2 separate regions of the Anser cygnoides genome follow, and region 2 is linked to region 1. The links are chromatin contacts, called in public Hi-C maps. All regions are on one chromosome and are shown on one strand. Each heading gives the region's core, a stretch centred on a gene start, on an enhancer-like site or on the middle of the called end of the contact. The rest is flanking DNA. Distances are from core to core; before and after follow the strand shown. Region 1 has its middle 70 kb from the start of MOXD1. Region 2 holds the start of CCN2 (cellular communication network factor 2).

Region 1 (6,626 bases), core at 2,960-5,459:
AGTCTGCAGGGATCTGCACAGGAGTGGTGGATGGTGAAGAGGGGAAAAAGATGCATGACCCAACAACACGTTTGACAGACATCTGCTGGCAGCACCTCGGTGGGGAGACTACTGGACTTGCTGGTTTTCTGCAAATAATATTCTAGATTGTTCTCTAAGCCCACTTGCACTGCCATAGTACCCCTTTCCTAACATCCTTTGTGCTGCCCAAGCCCAATTTCTACAACATGTTTCAAATGAGGGGGGTGCTTGAGTGCTTTTCCAGGGGAAAGCAGCCGGAACATTTTGACTGTGTGAAAAACAATGTATTTTTAACTAACCTCTTACCTGGAACTGAGTGAATCATTTTTGGATGTATTTTTCCATAAATAATGCGGCCTAAAGCAGACACTAGACATGGAAAATTTTGTCCAAGTGCAGAGTTCAGAAAAATTATACAGAACCAGGAATAGGACCTGTAAATGGGGAAAGTTGGGTAATAATGGGTGGTTTTACAATAGTCCTTCTACTGAAAAGCTGAATAATTCAAGATTTTTATTCTTTCTCACATATATTTTTTTTTTTCCACTGGTGATTTTTGCTTGTAATTTATCTCCTATGGAGACATACAGCAGTACCTGGAATAAATTAGATTAGTGCACCTTTACATCTCCCTTCATAATCCAATATAAAATATCACCTCTCACTATGACCTCCTTTTTCTTCAATATTTTTATCACACAAGGGAGAGACAGCAAGATTTTTCGGAACTGTGATTATTGCAGAATCATAGAATCACAGAATGGTTTGGGTTGGAAAGAACCTTAAAGACCACCCAGTTCCAACCCCCCCTGCCATGGGCAGGGACACCTCCCACCGGACCAGGTTGCCCAAAGCCCCATCCAGCCTGGCCTTGAACACTTCCAAGGATGGGGCATCCACAGCTTCTCTGGGCAACCTGTGCCAGTGCCTCACCATCCTCTGAGTGAAGAATTTCTTCCTAATATCTAATCTAAATCTACCCTCTTTTATTTTAAAAGCATTATTCCTTGTTCTGTCACTACACTCCCTGACAAAGAGTCCCTCCCCATCTCTTATTAGTGTTACCAAGGACTTCAATATTTTCAAATAATACTTCAATATTTTCAAATATTACTTCAATATTTTCAAAAATTCAATATTTTTCACAGGTTTCTTAGATGTAGCCAGACTTTACCACGTTTACTCTTAATTCACTTTTAAGTTTTATAGTCAAGAGGTCCTCTTTCTTTTGTTTGTTTGTTTGTTTGTTTGTCTTTTAATGAGAAAGCAGGCTTTGAAATATAAATCACCTGGAAAATGACACTAGCAGTTATAGTTTGCCTTTATTTCTTTTTTTACTCTATTCTCAAGCAGTTGTATTATAGAACAGGATAAATGATAACAATACACTATCAACTTCTTTTTTAAGGTAGTATGTGACAGAAAAATTATTTGGAAAATATTGCATATTGTTTCTGTTGTAACATCCCTTCCATGGAAAAGGTTCATGCTTGCCAAATAGCACCAAAAGCATAACAGTTGCACCAAAGTAGTAGAAGATGATGAATTATGGAGGTGTGCATGGTACACCTAAATCCAGCTCCCACTGCCTGTCCTGGAGAAAGCAACCCCCCTTCCCTGCCACCATGGGCAAGGGCAGCTGACTGACTGCCTTCCTCAAACTGGAGCCTGGATCACAAAAACAAAGCCACCTTGTTATGACTCCAGAGCTGAGACAGCGGGTCTGAAGGTAAGAGGGAATATTTTACCCAGTTCTGTAAATTTATTCAGTGAATTTGGACTGGGATTTGAACTGCTTTCTATTCATCTTCCTTTTCTGCTCTCAGTCCCATGCTCTGGTGGGTGGATGACTGGATACACAGGCTCTCTCATTTCCCCTTGCCTTTAGCCATGCTGCAGGCAGTCATGGAAGAACTACAAGTGGGCATCACATCAAGGGTAAAACCTAGCTCATAACATGAGAGGTATGATCACAGGAAAAAATATCTCTATTCAGGGTGAAAAACAGCTTTTTTACCCTGAATAGAGATATTGTAGCTTTGACTTCCATACAGATCCCAGCTGAGAACTATTTTAAATAATAAAACTAAAAAAGCCTGATGCTACAGCTGTCCGTAGTGGAAAGACTCCATTCACCTTCCTCCCACAATGGACCTCTGCTGGTAACTAAAGTTGCCCTACCAATACCAATCAAACTAATGTGCCTCATTTAGCAGTGCTGTGATATTCCCTGCTCAGAGTATTTCATAAATCATCTAGACAGTTATATTGTTTAAGGCAAAAATGGAAACCAGAAAACACGACAGAATCATTTGATGCAGTGACAGAAAGTTAAATAGCTTCCAGTCTGGATGACAGCATGCAATCATTGTGCTCACTGTTTTGACTTTCTGACTCTCAGTATTTTCCTTTGAAAATCATCACAGAATCACAGAATGTTTTGAGGTGGAAGGGACCTTAAGGACCATCCAGTTCCAACCCCCCTGCCATGGGCAGAAACATCTCCCACCACACCAGGTTGCCCAAAGCCCCATCCAACCTGTCCTTGAACACCTCCAGGGATGGGGCATCCACAGCTTCTCTGGCAACCTCTGCCAGTGCCTCACCACCCTCTGAGCGAAGAATTTCTTCCTAATATCTGCTCTAAATCTACTCTTAGTTTAAAACCATTACCCTGTGTCCTATCACTACATTCCTCAATAGAGCCCCTCCCTAGCTTTCCTGTAGGCCTCCTTTAGGTATTGGAAGGCCTCTATGAACTCTCCCTGGAGCCTTCTCTTCTCCAGGCTGAACAACCCCAACTCTCTCAGCCTATGTTCACAGGAGAGGAGCTTCAGCCTTCTGATTATCCTTGTGGCCCTCCTCTTGACTCTTTCTTATGCTTCCATGTCCTTATGCTGGGGTCCCAAAGCTGAATAAATACTCCAGGTGGTGTCTCACAAGAGCAGAGCAGAGAGGGAGAATCTCCTCCCTCAGCCTGCTGTGAACACTATATCTCTGCCCACCACAGAATGGTTGCACATGAGAAGCATCACTAGAGCTGCAATGAGCTGTCGGGGCACTCTTCCCTGCTGCAGATACCTGTACCTTTCTCTAACTGCAGCCCCCATGCAAGACAGGCTAGCATCTCTGAGCTGAAAACAGAACTGACAAGTGTGGCAAAAGTTACGTTCATGGAAATTTGTTATGAAGTGGACTTACGTGCTTGCTAAAGATTTAAACATCATCTTTCAGACCATGTAATTCTCAGGCAATTAATCACCCTCCCTGAAGATAATTATGCTCTTTTGGCTGTAATATTTTCCCCTCTTTACGCATAGATTCTTTCCTTTCTTTGGGCGGGCCAAGAGATGTCATTTTCCATTGGAACCAGTGAATTAATTAAGCTTATGTCTGTTAATTCACGCTTTCTTCAGTCAAGCTGGAAAAGGTTGTTTCCTAGGAATTGTAGAGGCTCTCAGGGCTTGTTTTGGAGTCTTGTGTTTTTGTACCTCTCACTTACTGACACCACGCCTTCCTCCAGAGCTCTATGGAGGTAGACACCCTTCAAGTCAATAACACAGTTACGCACTATGGCTAGAGTTTGTCAGGAAAAATAGCTGAGTAAGGGACCCTGGCTGCTGCTGATCAGCTGTGTTTATCTAGACTGAGTTAATAAATATGACCGAGTCAAGGTGGTGAGTCTGCTGTCTGTGGCAGCTGGCCAGGAGCTCCTGGGTAAAGAGAGCAGCTCAGTGACACAGGAAGGCAAAAGGCGAATGTTTGCTGTTGGTACACAACTGCTAAAACAACTTACGCAGATCACAGTGGGCTGAACAATCAGCAAGATTGATACGATGACCTAGGAAAAGGCTGGCATGCTGGTAGAATATCTGGAAAACAGAGGGATTTTTCTTCCTGTTTTCTTCAAGCTGCAGTTTGGAAAAAAACTGCTAAAGCAAACTGAAGAGGAAAATATTTTCTTTGTACAGTGGCTAGCCCGATAGAGAATTTTAATCAATAGCAAAATCTCTCCCTCTCTCCCTCTCTCCCTCTCCCTCTCTGTCTATCCTTTTCTCTCTCTTCATAACACTCACACTCTATGTTTCTCTATGCGCACATAGAGGTTGTTGAGGAACCTATAATTCCATTATCTGCAGGATGCTGTTTCTCTCACCACGTAGCACAATGCAGTACTAAATGACCGGCTTACTGTAAGGATAACAGCAGCACACACGTAGTGCTGTCTGCTAAGTCCTTAGGCTGAGAGTCTGGCTAAGAGATAGAGAAAAGAGACAACTGGCATGTCTGATAAGCAGTCAGCCTGAAACATCATTGCTTCCTTGAAGTTTCTTGGACTTTTCTTATGTACCTGGATGCAGACTGAGTCAATATGTCTGTGTCTAAGCTTACCCAGACAGACCATGATCTTCAAACTGGTTTAAACCAATTTCACATTAGAGTTTTAGCTGCCATTTTCTCTTTGTTTGTGAGTTCTTCTTTTACTCACAAGTGTTGCAGAACAGTTTATCTTAAATGTGTGAAAGTGCACTCCATTTAACCCCACTGAAATTAGTGTGTTGACCACATCTGTTGTGAGATACAGAAGTTTTGCAAAGAGCAATTTTATTGCTTATAAACACACGAAGTATTTATAGTATTTTATTCTATGCCACAAGAATGTATTAAAAAAAAAAAAAGTAAATTGTGATTCTTTTCAAGGCACCAACAATTAATAACAACATCACAAACAACAATTAGAACAACAACAACATCTCAAGGTTTTGACTCCCTGAATTTTCACTTGACATTTTTCAGGTGATCTTCGTACTGATTGTCCATGGAAATGAGTAACTGGTCATTTATTAACTCCATTTCCTTGAAGGGAATTTTGGTGCCCCGGACTTATGACAGGCTTGTGTTACTCATCACAGATTGTGTGCTTAAAGGCATAGATGCAGAGAAATGGTAATAATTTTTGAAAACTTTTTTCGTACCTTCATAGATCTTCAGAAATCATAATGCTGATACAGTTTCATAAGGACTACAGACACATATGACCTTAAAAACAGCCTATAGAATATAAATATAATTTTTTATTCACGTTTATAGCACCACTCATGATTTCGTAAATCTCTTTCATAGATCATTCTCACTCTACCTGTCTAGACTTATTACTCACTTATTTCTCATTGGGAAGCTCCTGCATATCTCTGAACTCCTGTAAGAACCTATTCATATTCAGTTCTTCAGAGAAGTCTCGTGATTTGAAGCATGTCCCCTCCTGCCATTATATCGCATACATGTACCAGTTTCAATCCATTCTCTACCATAATTTCTACCAGACATCTTGGTCAGTATCTCCCTGGCTTGCTCCTAGAACTTACTTTAAAATTTCTGATTTTAAAGATTCAGAGAAACCTATTATAAAGCCTTCTTTCCATTCTTCTGGTTGTGCAACTTTTTCTTTAAGTGCTACATCATATACTACAAACAGTAATTTGGCAAGTCTACAGTTGAATTCCCTTTGACTGAAGTCATCTGGCCCTGACCTTGTAGTAAAGGCAGTAGTAATCTTTCAAACTTTAAGCAGAGAACAGGCTGCAGAGTGAAAATATTTGGGGCAATCACCAGAAAAATGACTTTGTGTATGTTTATCTATGTTAGATGCAACTGTGCCTTTTCAGTAGTTAGATTTTTAATAAACAAGGCTGCACTTTAACACAAAATTTCCTTGTCTTTTCTTCCTTTACCCAGCTGACTCTACAGCTTTCGTACTTATGGATACCATTCTTATGGCAAAGGGCAAGAGAGAAGTTACAGGCACAAAGGTTAAGGCTGTTGAATGCAAAGACTTCTACTGTAGTGTCCTTTGAACTATCTCCTGGAGAAAGAAAAGAGGGGAAAAATGGGAGGCAGCAGATTACCAGAAGGAAGGTGGTTTCCAATTCATGAGGTACTTGATGCACTGTGAGTATAATGGGAACCTATATGGAAAGAATGAGCTTCATCTGAACCAAGCTTCTGGCCCTGAAAAGCAAGGCTCTAAATGAGCTTTTAAGCTGATTAGCATAGGAAAACCAATATGTATGGGAGAGCGCATGGTTCCGGATGGCGTTTCCCATTATGTTTCATGTTTCACACATGAATTTTCTGTCCTCAAATTAAGAATCTGGAAGAGGATGAAAACCATCAAGCATAAAGTGGACAGCACAGGCAGTTGAAACAGAGTGCCAAATAGTGAAGCAGAGTATCAACACCTGTACTTATACACAAGTGTGAGAAGACAAAGAAATGAGATGGAGGAATTGCTGTGTTTAGCTGTCAATGAAGACACTGTCTTACAGGGAACTCTGAAGTAGGAAGACAATTGATTAAACACTGAAATACAAACACAGAATATACAGAAAATATAGAAAAAAAACATACGGGTGGTACAGTAGCACTGTTTTCATGGACAATTTAGAATCAGTTCACAGGAACAAACTAACACCATCAGTGAATACCAAAGAACTCATTTGATCTGTTTGGATCGAGATTCAGACCCAAAAAGAAGCATATAGTCTGATCGTCTGCTTCTCTACTGACCTGGGTGGCAGCGGGAGATCAGACTTAGTGAGGGCACA
Region 2 (7,576 bases), core at 1,704-4,203, 210 kb after region 1:
TTTAGAAGCACTCTCTGTGCCTACAGATGCATAGAATAAGTCAGCAGATGACTTCTAAGAAAGATAAATACCAGGCAACCACAGTCACGACAGAATAAATCTCTTTATTTTTATTTTGTGTCTACTTCTGAGCTAGCAGAGCAAGCATTGCTCGGAACCTGCATTTTAAGCGAAAGCCTGTGAACGTAACTTTAATGAGACCTCTCTGGATTTTGAGATATATTTGTTACGATGCTTAAGAAATATCCTGGTGAGCATTTTGGGAAAGGAACTAATTGGCACACTAAAGCCGAGGCAAGCCAGGAAGGGTCCAAAGCCAGCTACAAGCCCGCGGTGATGATAAACAGCCCAGGGTCCAGGTGTCCATATATGGCCAGACTTCCTATAAGACTGACAGTACTGTATGTGCATTGCGTATGGTTCTTGGATCCCGTTCACATTCCTCGGGTATGTTTCTCTGGAGCTTTTGATTTCCGCTTTGAGGGCTGGCTCAGACCTCCAATTGCTCTTATAAAAAAATATCTGTGACTGAAAGTTGAAAATGTGCAAGATTCTTTCTTTAAGTACACAAACACTCCAAGTCTAGCCACTTTCCTGTAGTCTTGCCAGGTTTTCAGTATGTCTGATACCCGATCAAGTGACTTTTTGGGGGGAAGGAGGAAAAAAAAAAAAAAAAAGAAGAAGGAAAAACACAAGAGAGGAATTTAGCATATCCACACCTGTACATTTTACAAGACTTCACCAAAGGAACTGCACCAACCGAAGCTGATGTAGACACATGCATACCGTATATAGCTGTGTAAACAAGTCTGCAAGGCCAGTGTAGTGAATTCCTAATTTCAGCAGAAAAAATATACTATCTTAAAAGCATGTCCTGTATAAACACCTGCATGGAAGTCAAAATGAGTGCATTTCAACCATTTTATGCCTCAATGCCAAGATGTTCTTCTCCAGCTCGTGGCACAGTGTCACCAGAGAGGACAAGCTAACGACAGCTTAGCCTCTGAAAGAACCACCCTTAACTCCAGGGTCCCTTCGCCCCATGGTAGATGGTGAGTCACATTCAACAGCGCAGAAACCAAAAATGACAAAACGGCAAACCTGAAGAGCACTGATCCCTATCCCACTTCACTGGCTGGCACAATTTGTAACTCAGGGGGCTAACTCCCGATTCAAGTCTGTGCAAGGACTAGTTCTGAGGTCCAAATGCCTGTGTAAGTCTTTTTTCTCAGGGCAGCAAGTGGATGGGGCTTGCTGTACTTGGCCCGCAGTGTGAGGACTTAGGACAGATTTATCCTTTAATTTTGGATTTCCTGGCTTTCTGGTGGTTTGTTACTTTTAAACAGACTTTTTCTGTCGGTGAGATTCTCGGGTTTTGTTTAATAAAATTGATTCTCTGAAAAAACCTCTTACATGGAAAGTTATAAAACATGTCTAGAGCCTCTCTCTCTCTGATGTTCTCCTACCATATTTAGGCATTTAAAAAAGGCATTCTGTTTACCTGGTTACATTTGCATTTTGGTATGCATGTCATACATAGTTTGGTACACATATTATTTACCCAGCACTGAGGCCATTGGAGTCCTTCAAGTAAATAGAGATTTCGGGCGGCCTCATGTTTGAGAACATATATTATTTACCATAACCGTTCCTCTGGGACTTCTTCTCTTTCAGAGCCAATCTCATTTCTTTTAATGGAGAACTTCAAGTAGACGGAATGACATCCAAATGACTTTAGCAGCCAAAGTACAGGGCTGGCAGAATATAAAGACAGTTTTACAGTACAATATATCCTATTGGGGCTTTACATGAAAATGTATCTTCTTCCCTCAAGAATCCTGTGAATACATATTGCAGTGTCATAGCATGGATATGAGCACGCATGTGTACAGAGGAATGGAAAGAGGGAGGGATATGGCAGCGGGAGAATGACTACATGCAGAAGATGCTGTCTTTTAAGACACCCACCAGATTCCAATTTGCCTAACAAGATGCACGAAGGCAATCTCTCTCGTTAAATGCTAACATACTTCTGCGGGTCAAGAGTCAAAACGCAGGCATTCCTCGTGCCAAAGCGGAGGTCAAACAACGTGACATCACTGAATATTCAACTGGTACACGGGGAGCGGGGGGAAGAACCATCCTTCTGGCCTATGAATAAATAAATAAATAAAAGAAAATGCAAAGCCTAAGAGTTATCTGCAAGGATTTAATCCAAACCACAACACGTAGGTTTGGGGTTCGGTCAGATCCAAGGCACGGTGCTGGGGTTTCGGCTGAGCGCGGTGGCGCGCCTGGTTGTCCTCCCGGGACGGTCTGACAGGGAGCTTCGGAAGCGGGGCTGTGCTAAGACTGTGTTGCTCGGGGATGACAGCTGCACACAGGCAGCGGGAAAATAATAGCCACTTCTTCCATGCTCCAGACTCGCTCCGTTGTGCCAAATATTTCAGAGTAAATAGGCACTCTCTCTATTCATAGAGAGCATCTATTAGGAAAGGAACACATTACAAATATTCGGTATGATTCAGGAGGACACAGAGTCAATTTATACACCCCGCGGGGTAATTATACCTTTTTTGGTCGTAACAAAACGCTCGGAATACGCCGGGACGGGCGGCGGGCACCGGCCGGCGAGGGCCTGGGGAGGGGGGGGCGAAGCATTCCCGGGCCGCCCCTAGCAACCGGCCGGGCGCGGGGCGGGCCGCGGCGTGAGGAAAACACGGCGATTTTTTTTTTCCCTAAAAAAAAAAAAAAAAGGGAAAAGGGGGGCGGAACGGGGGGAGGCGGAGGAATGCGGGAGCCAGGGGTCAGGGCCGCTCCGGGGCGGGGCGGGCGGCGCGGCGCGCAGGAATGCGGGGAATGCGGCTGCTGGTGCGCGGCCCCATTCAGCCCATTGGCGGGGCCGCGCCGCCGCCGCCTATAAAGGGGCGCCCGCCGCCGGGCTCCGCAGTCACGCAGCCACTGTCCCGGCGGCTAACGGAGCACCGAGCACAGCACAGCACAGCCGAGCCGAGCCGCGCAGCTCAGACGCCGCCCGCACCGGCCCCGCTGAAGGGAAGCGCTCTCCCGGGACCTCGCCTCGCAGCCGCCTCAGGATGTCCCCGTCCAGCCTCGCCGCCGCCCTCCTCCTCCTCGTCGCCCTCCTCGGCCCGGTAAGTGCCGCCGCCGCCCGCCGCTGCTGCCCCGGCCGGCCCGGGCACGGCGTGGCGGCGCTGACGGCCGCTGTCTCCTTCTCTCCCCCCGCCGCCGGCGCAGGACGAGGCCCGCGGGCAGGAGTGCAGCGGGCAGTGCCAGTGCGGGGCCGGGCCCGGCCCCAGCTGCCCCGCCGGCGTCTCCCTGGTGCTCGACGGCTGCGGCTGCTGCCGGGTGTGCGCCAAGCAGCTGGGCGAGCTGTGCACCGAGCGCGACCCCTGCGACCACCACAAGGGGCTCTTCTGCGACTTCGGCTCCCCCGCCAACCGCAGGATCGGCGTCTGCACCGGTGAGTGGGGACCGGCACCGGGGACGGGGGACGGGGGACGGGGTCCCGGCGGCCGGGGCTGAGCCTGACCCTTCTCCGCCTCCTGCCCCCGCAGCTCGGGACGGCGCCCCGTGTGTCTTCGGCGGCATGGTGTACCGGAGCGGGGAGTCCTTCCAGAGCAGCTGCAAGTACCAGTGCACCTGCCTGGACGGGGCGGTGGGCTGCGTGCCCCTCTGCAGCATGGACGTGCGCCTGCCCAGCCCCGACTGCCCCTTCCCGCGGAGGGTGAAGCTCCCCGGCAAGTGCTGCGAGGAGTGGGTCTGTGACGAGCCCAAGGAGCAGACTGCTGTGGGACCTGCTCTTGCTGGTGAGTGGGGGTCCCTCCGTGGGTGGTGGGCTGAGGGGAAAGGGGTGCCTGCTTGGGGTCAGGTGTAGCAGGGTGGGTTGATGTGGGGCTGCCCCAGCAGCCGGAGGGCAGCAGTGAGTGGGGTTGCCCTGCAGATAAGCATAGTTACGGAAATTTCCCTGGGAAGGGGACAGAGCATCTAGCAGGGTGCAAACTCGGATGGTAGCCTCATCCTGGTTGTCTGTCCCCTGCAGCGTACAGACTGGAAGACACTTACGGTCCGGACCCGACCATGATGCGTGCCAACTGCCTGGTGCAGACCACCGAATGGAGTGCCTGCTCCAAGACCTGCGGCATGGGCATCTCAACCAGGGTCACCAACGATAATGCCTTCTGCAGACTGGAGAAACAGAGCAGGCTCTGCATGGTCAGACCTTGTGAAGTGGACCTGGAGGAAAATATCAAGGTAAAGAGTCTCAGCTTTAATGTATGATCTATTAGGATGCTTTCATCAGCTGGCAAAAAAATATCTCACCAAAGAACATGGCATTCTGATAGGTAGTAAGTTTCAGTAGTAAGTTTCAAGTGGCTCATCATGAAGTTTGAGTTTTGCCCCAGTAGTGAATATTTTGCAGTTAAATGTCCTTATAATTCTCTTTCACACGTTATTATGATGCTATGTAAACACTTTCTCCTGTTGAAAGCATTGTAAGGATTCGTGCATCTGCCTGCTTTTAACATTTAAGCTTAGTGCTACATCAAAGCCTACCTTCTAAACATGTTGTATTCACTTATATCCCAACAGAAAGGCAAAAAGTGCATTCGCACCCCCAAAATCTCCAAGCCCATCAAGTTTGAGCTGTCTGGCTGCACCAGCGTGAAGACCTACAGAGCTAAGTTCTGTGGTGTCTGCACTGACGGGCGCTGCTGCACACCCCACAGAACAGCCACCCTCCCCGTGGAGTTCAAGTGCCCTGATGGGGAGATCATGAAAAGGAAAATGATGTTCATCAAGACCTGCGCGTGCCACTACAACTGCCCTGGAGACAACGACATCTTCGAGTCTCTGTACTACAGGAAGATGTATGGAGACATGGCATAAAGCTAGAAGGAGACGCTAACTAGATTCTCAACTTGAACTGATTTGCATCTCATTTTGTAAACATGATTCAATAGCACAAGGTATTTAAATCGGTTTTTTTAATTTCAACAAACTGCTCCATGTGACCTAAGACAATTTGTCTACTGACCCCAAACGGTGGTTTGAAGAAGAAGGTAAAACGGACAGTGGGACCACAGCAAGACACAGCTTCAGAACATGCTGTTCATGAGGTGGTGTGAAGGGGTTAAGGGAAATGTGCAGGAAAAGCAGATTCAAGCAAGTGTTCCCTTAATGTGGTACAGTATTTTTCATCTGGTAGTGCAATTGAGAAGGAGACCATTAGCATGTTTGCTGACACTGGTTTTAGTGACAGCAACAGCTGGAATGCAAACCCTCACCCAGCAAAGTGCTAAGCAGAAGGTGTTCTGTTAGTCAGGACAATAATGTTTCAGCTCTGACACTCTGATTCATATGGCTTGGTCAACAAGAATCAGAATCATGTCTATTAGACTGGACAGCTTGTGGCAGTTAATTTACCTGTAACAAGCTACTTTTTATTAATATTGTAAATACTGTGTATATATATTTGTACAGTTATCTAAATTAATTTAAAGTTTTGTGCCTTTGTTTAATGCTTTGAAATTTCAGTGATAGCCTTCTTTTTTGGAACAAGATAGGTAGGATCTAAAGCTTGTCTGACAATGCATTCAAAGCATGAAATAGATACTCTAGTGGAAATCATTCAGATGGGGCGAAATGGTGTATTGTGATAAAGATGGAGAGTGTAAGACTTGGTGTCTGTATCCTTAAAAAGCACTCATCTGTTGGGCAAAATGCAGTTGCCTCCATTTTATTTGAACAAGTGGCTTTAAGAAGAAGAACTCTTCTGTAGCTAATCAGTCTTTCCACTTGAGCATTTGTTTCTGTCTTTGACTATGGCTCTTTTTGGACAGTTCATTTGTTGAGAAGTGTGACCAAAAGTTACATGTTTGCACCTTTTTAGTTGAAAATAAAGTATTTATATTTTTTATATAAATGGCTTGGCATTTCATTTAATCTTTACTATGACCTTATATATTTCCTAAGGGGCTTTGCTTTGCACTAAGTAAAACTCAAGTGCTGTATGTTTTATTTGTCCAGAAACACATACACTGGGGAATAAGCTAAATGATTTGTGGTTACTTGTTCTATTAATAGTGAATCAAATGTAGCGTATTACTCTTCTACATTTTGAATGGAGGGCAGGGCCAGGCTTGCTCTGCCAAGCCCAGTATTGCATTAGAAAGTGCAATGGCTTCCTCAGGCATCACACGGTGTCTTTAAAACAGGCCAGCTGATCACCTTAGTGTTCAACCCCTGTCATAATAATCCATGCAACATGCTTAATTACATTTAAGTGTTTCACTGGTTAAAATTTCTTTTTCAGCTAAGGAAAAAAAAAAGTGTCTGCATTGAAATGGTTCCTGACTCAAGTCAAATCTAGAAGTTTGAAATCTGGTAAAATTCTCAGTGAAGAGCTAATGAGCTGTACCATAAAAATCATAGAATAATACAGGTTGGAAGGGACATCTTAAGATCTCCTGATTTAACCTCCATGCAGAGTAATTCCAACTTACACGTGGTCCTACCTAAATTAAGACCTTAGTGTGTTATGGTAGACAGAGCACAGAACTCAGATGCCAAATACCTGGATTATCTTCCTACCTGATGACTGGGGAGCAAATCTGTTTACCTAACAGTTCTGCCTGTAAAATATCCATTGATTCAAACTCATGCAGGCCCACAGGTAAGAAATGTGAGAGCTACACAATTTGGTGATGGTCCAAGCCTCTTCTCAGATAAGAGAGAACAGTGTGAGGACAGTGAGACTCACTTTCCTCATCCCCTAAAGTTAAAAGGGAAACTTCAGTCCTGTACTAGGTCCTACATTAATAACAGAGTTTCTTTGCCCCTTTATTAAAACTAGGGGATTCTTTGAATTTAAAATTAACCTTTGCACCAGAAGCATTAGTTCTTGTTTTCAGAAAAAACACGTACCCTCCAACAAGAATCCTTTTCAGGCAAACAAGTTCAATCTGGAATTTCCTGGTGGTGAAAGAGTGTTAGCTTACAAAAATGTCCATCCTTCTTGAGAAACTTCCAAGCCCATTGATTTCAGCTAGCATTAGCAGCAAATCAGTATAACACCAGCTTTGACTAATGATGGACAGCAGGGCCCTAAACTAATAGGAAGTCGATGGGAGTCTTTCCAGTGGCCTCACGACTGTGCATAAGGCCATAGAAGCATTTCCCCTTCCTCTTAAAAGTACAAGGAATTCTCTTGGCATGAGGAAGTGGCTTTCTGTGTCCCATATGAAATACTTTTGGGTAGCCTCTGGCTCTTACACTCCCTGAGACGCTCCAGCATTTTTTCTCTCTTTTTTTTTTTTTTTCAGGTTATGAATATGATGCAGCCGTTCAGTTCACCCTGGAAACACTTCAAAGGTTCATACAACCACAAGGACTGGTTTGTCCAACTGCTACTGTGTCTCCACCCCCGAGTAATGAGAGAACTGTCATTTCTAGTTCCAGCAAGGACAGGACACACACGGGCTTCATTCATAGCCATCACTACACAACCTCTCAGGGTCGGAAGAACAAAAAGGAGCACAATGTTTCTGGCAGGTTG

Evidence for each region. A called contact is a pair of places that touch in the nucleus more often than the background predicts.
Region 2: a contact with region 1 is called in a Hi-C map of liver, with 2.5 times the contacts expected there. The contact joins the promoter of CCN2 here to the enhancer-like site in region 1. A contact is called at or near these places in 3 of 7 Hi-C or Micro-C datasets (granulosa cells and liver).

Annotation. Positions count from the first base shown.
Region 1 is chr3:62,685,547-62,692,172 of Taihu_goose_T2T_genome, forward strand. No RefSeq gene overlaps it. Among named protein-coding and RNA genes, the nearest start is that of MOXD1, 70 kb to the left of the region's middle. Within about 2 kb of position 4,210, at least 2 of the 3 cell types and tissues checked have open chromatin away from gene starts, as enhancers often do. A contact at or near this core is called in liver, where this site is marked.
Region 2 is chr3:62,895,472-62,903,047 of Taihu_goose_T2T_genome, forward strand. CCN2 (cellular communication network factor 2) reads left to right here and starts at 2,954. Exons shown (of 5, transcript XM_048075774.2): 1 at 2,954-3,152; 2 at 3,256-3,481; 3 at 3,576-3,827; 4 at 4,061-4,272; 5 at 4,612-5,944. The coding sequence starts at 3,096. The coding sequence ends at 4,908. It overlaps LOC125184219 (a long non-coding RNA gene), which reads right to left and starts at 2,792. Exons shown (of 4, transcript XR_010830386.1): 1 at 2,572-2,792; 2 at 1-2,485.